Linked DNA regions of Podarcis muralis: region 1 is linked to region 2. The links are chromatin contacts, called in public Hi-C maps. All regions are on one chromosome and are shown on one strand. The core of a region is the stretch at or near the end of the contact, and the rest is flanking DNA. Distances in the headings are between cores, read along the strand shown.

Region 1 (4,671 bases), core at 91-2,590, 220 kb before region 2:
ACTCTGGGCGGCTCCCAATCGAGTGTTAAAAACAATAGAGCATTCAATATTAAAAACTTCCCTAAACAAGGCTGCCTTCAGATGTCTTTTAAAAATAAGACAGTTGCTTATTTCCTTGACATCTGCTGGGAGGGCGTTCTACAGGGGGGTGCCACCACAGAGAAGGCCGTCTGCCTGGTTCCCTGTAACCTCACTTCTCGCAATGAGGGAACCGCCAGCGCTGGACCTCAGTGCCCGGGCTGAACGATGGAGGTGGAGACGCTCCTTCAGGTTTACAGGACCGAGGCCGTTTAGGGCTTTCAAGGTCAGCACCAACACTTTGAATTGTGCTGGGAAACGTACAAATGGAAGCTCTCAGTAAGGGCAAACACCCCAACAACAACATTGAAAGGAAATCCTCCCCACCTGCCGAATTTCTGCCTGCCAGAAGGGTGATAAACGCAGCCAAAAAAGAAAGAGGGGGAGGGGAGAGAAAGCGACCAATTCTTCTTCTCTTCCTCCCGGAGTTTGCAAAGGCGCATCCCAGCAATATGCCAGGGGGGCAAAAAGGCAGCGGGAGGGTGGGGAGTCTGTTTGCCAGCGACAAATTTGACATTGGAGGATTGATTGATTGATTTGATTTATTACGGCCATTGGCCCATATCTAAAACAATACATCAAAATTTATCCATAAACAAACAATTTAAACGGTTCCAAGTTAAAACACCCATATAAAACCAATTTTACTTCAATTAAGTAAACACTATATACAATAAGCTCCCTCTATGTTTGACATTGGAGGAGCCTTCCTTGCTTTGGGGGGAAAGGACAACATTCACTCCTAATTTTGCAACGGCCCCTTGGATGCCCGAGGTCTGCAGTCCCGGCGAAAAGGCGCGCGCGCGGGGGGTGGGGTGAGGTTCACCCGGGCATGATTTGCACCAAGAGTACCAGCTTGGCACCGCGACCCTGGGTACCCGCGACCGTGGGAGCCTGAGGCCGTGGGTGCCCTGCAGCGTGCATGGCCCCGGCACCAATGCGCACCCGTGCCATTCGTGGGGGCTTTCGTGGGTGCTGGGCACGCAGGGCCCCGGGCAGTTGGCACCTAGGATTTGCTCCTTGCCTACCGCTCTTGCGGTTCATGTTGTCGCGCAGGATGTCCCCGCTGGAGAGATGCTTGAGCGCGAAGTGCTGGACGATGCGCGCCGACACGGTGCCTTTGCCGGAGCCCGGCGGGCCCATGATCAAGGCGCGCAGCAGCAGCGCCCGCCGCGCCGCCATCGCCCAGCCAAGCGCGCTGCGCTCGCTCCCCGAGGCTCCTCCGGCTGCCCAGCCAGCGACGCCTTTCCTGCCTCCGCCGGAGGGGCGGCTCCTCCCGCTGCTCCCGCCCCGGAGGCCGGCCTCGCCTGTCGGAAGAGGAGGGCTGCGGGGAGGGGCGCACTCCGCCACCTCGTGCCTCTCCTCTCGGCTGCAGTTGGCTTTCCGCTTGCCTTGAAAGAGCAAAAAATAATAATAATCACAACCGCACCAAAAAAACCCTTTCCCTCTCTCTCTCTCTCTTGTGTGTGCCAGTCTCTCTCTCGCGCAGAGAAAGGACTTACCAGAAGGATCGAAAAGAGGAACCGAAGAATCGTGGGCACCCCCGGGGTCATCTAGTCCAACCCCCTGCAATGCGGGGATCTCCACGGGATCGTGCGAGGCAGGCGGCCATCCAGCCTCTGCTATTGCGTTCATGTCCTGCTCATGTCCTCTAGACATCGGGTTGGCCACTATGACAAAATGTTCCACTAGCTAGGCCTTTGGCTTGAGCCAGTGGGGTCTTATATCTCTCTCTTCATCCTTTGGGAATGTGTGTTTTTAGGATCGCAAAGGATTAAGTTTCTCTCCCCACCAACTGCAAGATGGGGGGGGGGGGTGGATTGAGGCAAAGATTCCCAAATGATAACTTGCCAATACATACTGTGGTATTGCAGCACAACACTCGATAGACTGTTGACAATAGACTGCTCTGCCTCCTTTCTTTTAGCAAATGTTTTGTGCCACTGAGGAAACCCCCTGGCTCTGAGCCTTCTCGCCTGGGGGGTTCCCTTGGGCGTTCCCCAGTTGGTGGCTCCCACCACTCCTTTTCATCCAGGCAGTCCAGATGGCTCTCAAAGGTATTGAAGCTGTTGTAAATAAAAATATATGCCCTTTTCCCTTATGGGGTATCCAAGAGCCCATATAGAGTCCTTACATAGGTTCCCTATTGGTAGGAGAAAATAACAGAGGCCAACCAGAGAATATTGAGAAGCAAAGCAGCTAGTAAGCTTGATCTTTATTGATCTGTTGCAACAGGGTACTCCCTCACATGCAGGAGAGGAGGAGGACCCAGAAAGATGGTGTGCAAGACCTTATAAAGACTTTTGAAATTCCCATTCTCTAGATCAAGACCACCCCCAGAAACATTATGCATACATCACAGAAGGGGTGTATCCTAAGACCACCCCTCCGATACATCCCACCTACATCACAGAAATTTAAATGTTGTTTTTCCCTTGTCACAGTTTTATCTCCTGTCTGGCAAGTTACTTGATTGGATTTCCCGGGGAGCCTGGCCATTCTTTTGTAGTGGTAAAATACTTATTTCCTGGGCCAGGTCACAGCCTCACACCTTATTCAAACAGACATATCCTTGAGACAGGATTTGTGAGGAAAGAGACAATGGGGAGGCTTTTCCAGTTTAACCTTGCAGAGAAAGGATTTGGTCAGTTTAGGAATCAAAATGGTTCCAGGTTGGCCTTCCTGTGTTGATCTATGTATGTGCAGTTATGAACATTACCATATATCTAAGACCATAAAATTCCTATCACAAAGCCCAGCTGGAAAGCAACGCTTGACGCCATAGGAAAGTTGCATTTCTTTTGAAGAAACGTGGGAGAGTGCATTGCTAAATGCTCAACCAGTCATTGATGTTGAACTCAACTGGTAATCTGGCATGGTGGGGAATTCTGCCTTGGAGAGAGAAGGAGCTTGCCAACGAAGCACAAGGTTGATTTTCCTTGATGTCATCTGATTAAGCCTTGAGATTTGACTCTCCTTATCCAAACGCCCTAGGTACTCCTTAACTAAATTCTAATATGCTGGAAATAGACCTCTTGCACTTTGTCTGCTAATTTCCCTCAGCCGTGTAAAATGTGCAGCAGTGAGGATAAGCAGACCTATGGGCTGAGCCTGAAGTCATTTTATTTTTGTTTTACATGCGTCCACATGCCCTTCAAAGTATGTATGAGGAACATTGCTGAAATGCCATGTCCATCTAAGGCTGGGCATTTTGGACTAGCCAGGCTTGCTTTTTGCCAGGAGAGAACAGAGAGCAGCATCGAAAGCAAGAGAAAGTGTGTGTGTGTGTGTGTGTGTGTGTGTGTGTGTGTGTCTAAAGGAAGAGGTGACCCACAAACTGCAGTAACTTATTTTATGAAGAATATCTGCAGATGGAAGGGATCTGAAGAAGGTTATGATCTGCTTTTTAAGAGAAAACAACTGACAGAGCAGCACACAGAACACAAAGCTAGACAACCATCAAAAACAACACAAAATGTGGTTTTAAAACTATAGCTAGGTTTTCCTCAGGGACACAAAGACCAAGGGCATCTGAGTGTAGTGTCCAAAGAATTCATAATCATCTGACTTTCAAATAGACCATATAAGTGACGTATTATTGAATATAGCACTCTCTTAATGCACTTTAGTTGTCTGAAAATCCATGGCTGATTTCTCATGGATTTCAGTGGTTTGGAGTTGAAGATTGCAGTTGATGAAGGTTAGATCCCAACGGTGTGTGAGCCGACTTCCACTTGCACAACTGTGCCACTTCCTCTCTCCCCCCAAACATCTGCTCCAGAAGTTTGGCGAAGGGGAGATTCTGTTAAGTAAGCAGAAGTCCGTTCCACTCGCATGCAGACAACGCTGGATTCAACCCAAAACAATTTCAGCCAGCAAAGTCTCACTCAGCTGCCATAGTTCTGTGGGTCATATCTGATGGCAAATAGACAAGTCAAAGAATCAGGTTAGAAACTATAAGATTCAAATGATGAAGTGGCAAGTCCTATATACATCTGCTTAGAACAGGCATGGCCAAACTTGGCCCTCCAGCTGTTTTGGGACTACAATTCCCATCATCCCTGACCACTGGTCCTGTTAGCTAGGGGTGGTGGGAGTTGTAGTCCCAAAATAGCTGGAGGGCCAAGTTTGACCATGCCTGGCTTAGAAGAACTAAGGTCCATCACTTTAAACTCCTAGGGGTGGGTGTATGATAGCAGCCTACATGACATGAAACATCTAGGATGTCAGGGAATGGTTGGAACAGGAAGACAGGGAAGTGTGCACTCAGTCTGATCAGCTTATCTCCAAAGAGGAGAAGGAGGGGGAAGTTTCACCTCACTTGTCTCCAGCAGTTTCAGGAGGAGAGGGAGAGAGAGAGATGCTATACCGTTCGGGGAGGATTTGCCTAATTACGAGATAGTGGAAGAGGAAGGGGAAGTGAGAGCACAGCCGGCAGAGACGTCCCTGGAGAGTACGGGGAATCCTCCATCTCCACGGGCTCGTCGGTCCCTCCGCATCCTAGAACAGAGAAGGCAAAGAGGTGGGACTCCTGGGACTCCTGGGCGGCCAACAGATTGAGGTTGAATCCTGACAAAACAGAAGTACTGTTTT
Region 2 (4,532 bases), core at 1,994-4,493:
GGGTCACGAAGAGTCGGACACGACTAAACGACTAAACAACAACAACAACAATATTCTGCACGCCACAGTACCTGGAGGAAAATATAGACTGCGTAACAGAAAAGTTTTGCAATGATGTTCTGGTTTTTACTCTTAGTAATAAAGATGCATTTGCCTGTGAAAAAATTAAGTGGCAAAACCTCAGGGCAGATGCAGAAGAGAAAAAGTCTGCTATGACAAGTTTTCTGTTTCTGAGGATGCAAATGATTTTGTTGAATGAATTTGCCAAATGGATACAGTCCCACTAACTGCAACGGTTGGGCGCTCATTTACTTTTGTGCATTTTTCAGCCACGCGTGCAAATTTGTGGAATGTGACAAAATCTCATTTTCTCAACTCCCAAGTATTTCTGTTTTGCATGTTTCTAAACAGGCAGTCAAGTTTTCTGCTCATGGTGAGCATTTGCCAGTGTTCTTCAGAAACCGCAACCAACATCAGGGTTCAGAAGTGACAACCATTGGCTTCCAGTCTTCAGTGTGTGATATCTCCTGTTTAAAATAGAAAGTATGATGTGAAAGCCATGTTTCTTTCCATAAATTGTGTCTTTCTGAACTTGGCTTTGACAACGACAAGGTTTTCCGAATGCTAATACAATGGAGGCTTAGTGTTTTGCAACCTGTTCATGTCTAATTGGCCAACACTCGCTTTAGTGACTGGTTTGGCAATCTAAGCTTTCAGTTTTACCAACTGTAGCAGTGGGAATATTTCTTTCTTCGTAAGCTTTTTGCAAGAGGCAGATTTCCTGCTTGGCAGGGGGTTGGACTCGATGGCCCTTGTGGTCTATTCCAACTCTATGATTCTATGATTCTAGTGGCCACATTTTATAACTTCAATAAATGGGAAATTTGTATTGACAAGCATTGGAAACTACCTTTAGGCACTTGATAATGCTGTTTCTTTAGTAAATATTTATGCCTTGGGCTGTTTTGATGCAAATGCACCAGTTGAACCTGGTTAGTATATACAGACTTTGCTCTTGCTCTATTCATCTTTGTTTGTTATTTTAAAGAAATATATGGATTGCTTTTTCTTTTCATTTCTGTTTGAATTGATGTGAACACATTAATTGTGTTTATCAAACACAAGGTTTACATAAGCATAATACAAAACACAGGGACACGGGTGGCGCTGTGGGTTAAATCACAGAGCCTAGGACTTGCCGATCAGTAGGTTGGCGGTTCGAATCCCTGCAACGGGGTGCGCTCCCGTTGCTCGGTCCCTGCTCCTGTCTACCTAGCAGTTCGAAAGCACGAAGTGCAAGTAGATAAATAGGTACTGCTCCAGCGGGAAGGTAAACAGCGTTTCCGTGCGCTGCTCTGGTTCGCCACATGACCCAGAAGCTGTACGCGGCTCCCTCGGCCAATAAAGCGAGATGAGAGCCACAACCCCAGAGTCATCCATGACTGGACCTAATGGTCAGGGGTCCCTTTACCCTTTACTACAAAACACATGAACCCACAAAAGTTTAATTTCTAACATGAAAAAATGTATTTAGATGCAGATATTGTCAAACCTATTATGCTTCTGCGGGTACCTGTATTTGACTAGTTGTTAAGAATTTTCTTTATAGAACCAATTAACTAATAAATGAGCAATCATATTTCCATTAAAGGAGATCAGAGTTCAAGTGTGAGATGGACTTCAGACTGCAAGGGAGTTTTAAAAAATGTTCCTCAAGCTAAAAGCAAACAACAGGGCTACAGCTGCTCTTAAGCACGTATTAGTGTTTCAAATTCATTTCTAGTTCTCAATCAAGAATGAAATTGATTTCCCTTAAGAAAATGACCGTCAATGGTTTGTTTGGGAGGGAGAAGTGTTTACAGAGTCCTGAGTGTACATGTTGGGAATCCACTGGTCCACACACACACACAATTTCCGTTCTTCTTCTTTCATTTTCCTTTTATTGCCTCCATTTTCTCTTTGTATTGTTTGTTCATATTAGATCTGTGTGGCTAGGTTTTTTAAATCTGAAAACTTTTAATTAAACTGATTGGGAAAAAGGAAACTGCAGGTGCCCAATTCAATGCTATAGAAACTTCTGCGGTATCAAGACTTAGCAAGGAGTTTCAAAATTGCATGTATTCAGCTATTTCACATGAACCTGCACAGCCCGTGTGTATCTAACCATCTGAGATCGGTGCAACAACGGAGATCAGAGCTCAGAAAAGGAAGAACCTATTTGTTTACAGAATGTGGTTTTGTTGGGTGTTATACTGGAGTGGATGAAATGAATATATAGCGGACAATATATAGCAGACGGACGAAGAATCGGAAGTCCCTTATTTTCTGAATTTCATTTCTCTCTTTCTTTTAACCTCTTCCCTATTTCTTTTTCTTTACTTCTATCTTTATTTATTCCTTTCTCTTTGTGTTTCTATTGCATTTAGATCAAAGTCTTAATTTGGGCAAAAAATAAGGGAAAGATATTAATTTTTGTATTCCTAATAAAACAGACCCTCTAAGTGTTCCTATTTTCCAGGGATAGTCCCGGATTTACAGAAGCCATCCCGGTTTCTGCTATGATACCCGGAATGTCTTGCTTTTCCTATTTTCATCAAACAAATGTTGGAGGGTATGGAGTTATGCAACCCGCGAGCCAAGGAAAGAAGTAACTATATAACGTTTAGAAGACATCTGAAGGCAGCCCAGTATAGGGAAGTTATTTAATGTTTAATGGGTTGCATATAAATAAATTATTATTATTATTATTATTATTATTATTATTATTATTATTATTATTATTAAATAGGACGTCCCTATTTTAATGGGGAAAATATTGGAGGCCATGATAAAAATTTATTCGAAAAAAAGAAAAGGAATTACATGAACCGAATCCAGCTATCGACCTTCCTTTATGAACCCACCACCAGCGACCCTCCGCCTGCCCGCTCAGCCGCTCCGGGCAGAGACACGTCGCGTTTCCTCCACCGCTCAGAACAGGAAGCCAGGGGGCGCGCGCGTTCCAGCCCCAGCCTTCGAGCGGCGCTCTCTCGCTCTCTCTCTATGGCCGCCTCGCGATTGCTCCGACGACGCCACTTCCGGCTCCTCCCCTTCACCGGCGCCTGAACCAATAGCGACGCCTTTAGTGTGTCTCCGCTTTCCCCTCCCCCCCCCCCGCGCCCGCCCGCCCTCTCCTATCCCCAGCGGGGTTGCCGAGTCGTTCCGACGGAGGGCTGCCGACGCTTGTGCGCGTGCGCCTCTTCTCCCTCCCTCCCGCCCACCCGCCGGCATATTTCGGCGACCAGACGCCTTGACGCGGCTGAGGAGAAGAGATGGCGGCGCCGGCGGAGGGAGCCTTGGCGGGGAGAGCGAGCGAGGGCTCCCGGGGGGAGGCTGAGGCGACGCCGCGAGGGCTCCGTCCTGAGCTGTAACGGCCCTTTCCCCGCGACCCGGCCCAGCGGAGAGGAGGGAGCCCCTTCTTCCGAGCCGCCCCCCTCAGTCTCTTCCCAGCGCCCCTCAGGCGGGGATTATGCGCGGCTCCTCCTCCGCGGACCCTCCGCAGGCCGCGCGGGGCAGAGTCTCCCTCGCCCGAGGAGGCCCATGAGGGGAAAGCCCCTGGCTCCGGCCTGCTAGTGCCTCGCCGGGACAGGCGGCCTCCTGCCTGCCTGCCTGCTCGCCAGCCATGTATTTCCTGAGCGGGTGGCCGAAGAGGCTACTGTGCCCCGCCGAGGCCAGGGAGCCCCCGCTCCGCATCCAGGCCGACCCGCAGCGGACTCTGTTCGCCGTCTTGTCCCGCTCCCAGCTCGGCATCTGGTACAACAGGGTGAGTAGGAGGAGACCCTCGCTGGGCCGTCGCCCGCTTCTATTATTATTTATTATTATTATTAATTATTATTATTATTATTATCTGGGCGGCTTCCAGCAGAATATAAAAACATAACAAAACGCAGCGGCGTAGCAACCCCCGCCGGCGCCTGGGGTTGGAGGTTTAAATAAGATAAACAACTGTCTGATTTTTTGAAGGCAGCCCTGTTTAGGGAAGTTTTTGATGTTTGATGTTTTATCGTGTTTTTAATATTCTGTTGGGAGCCGCCCAGAGTGTCTGGGGAAACCCAGCCAGATGGGTGGGGTATAAATAATATTTATTAATTATTATTATCATTATTATTGGAGATGCTTCAAAGTGGTCAAGCTCTTTTTAGGAGATGCCTAGGACCGCCTACCACAGGCTTCCTCAAACTCAGCCCTCCAAATGTTTTTGGCCTACAACTCCCATGACCCCAAGCTAGCAGGAGCAGTGGTCAGGGATGATGGGAATTGTAGTCTCAAAACATCTGGAGGGCCGAGTTTGAGGAAGCCTGACCTACCAATTCCCATGCAGCTCCAATGCCCTGCAGGCCCCCCTTCGTGGCACCCAGCATTCCCCTGTGGCACCCAGTCCACCCCACCCCCCATTGTAAAACGTCTAACATTGAAAACTTCCCGATCCAGGGCTGCCTTCAGGTGTCTTTTAAAAGTTGTGTAGTTCTTTATCTCCTTGACATGGGATGGGA

The links. Hi-C and Micro-C count contacts between places; a contact is called where the count stands out from the background.
Region 1: a contact with region 2 is called in a Hi-C map of tail, with 2.8 times the contacts expected there. The contact joins the promoter of AK3 here to the promoter of RIC1 in region 2. A contact is called at or near these places in 2 of 3 Hi-C or Micro-C datasets (blood and tail).

Annotation. Positions count from the first base shown.
Region 1 is chr17:22,229,129-22,233,799 of rPodMur119.hap1.1, reverse strand. It overlaps AK3 (adenylate kinase 3), which reads right to left and starts at 1,340. Exons shown (of 5, transcript XM_028711934.2): 1 at 1,107-1,340. The coding sequence starts at 1,260.
Region 2 is chr17:22,013,591-22,018,122 of rPodMur119.hap1.1, reverse strand. It overlaps RIC1 (RIC1 partner of RAB6A GEF complex), which reads left to right and starts at 3,243. Exons shown (of 26, transcript XM_028713043.2): 1 at 3,243-3,802. The coding sequence starts at 3,662.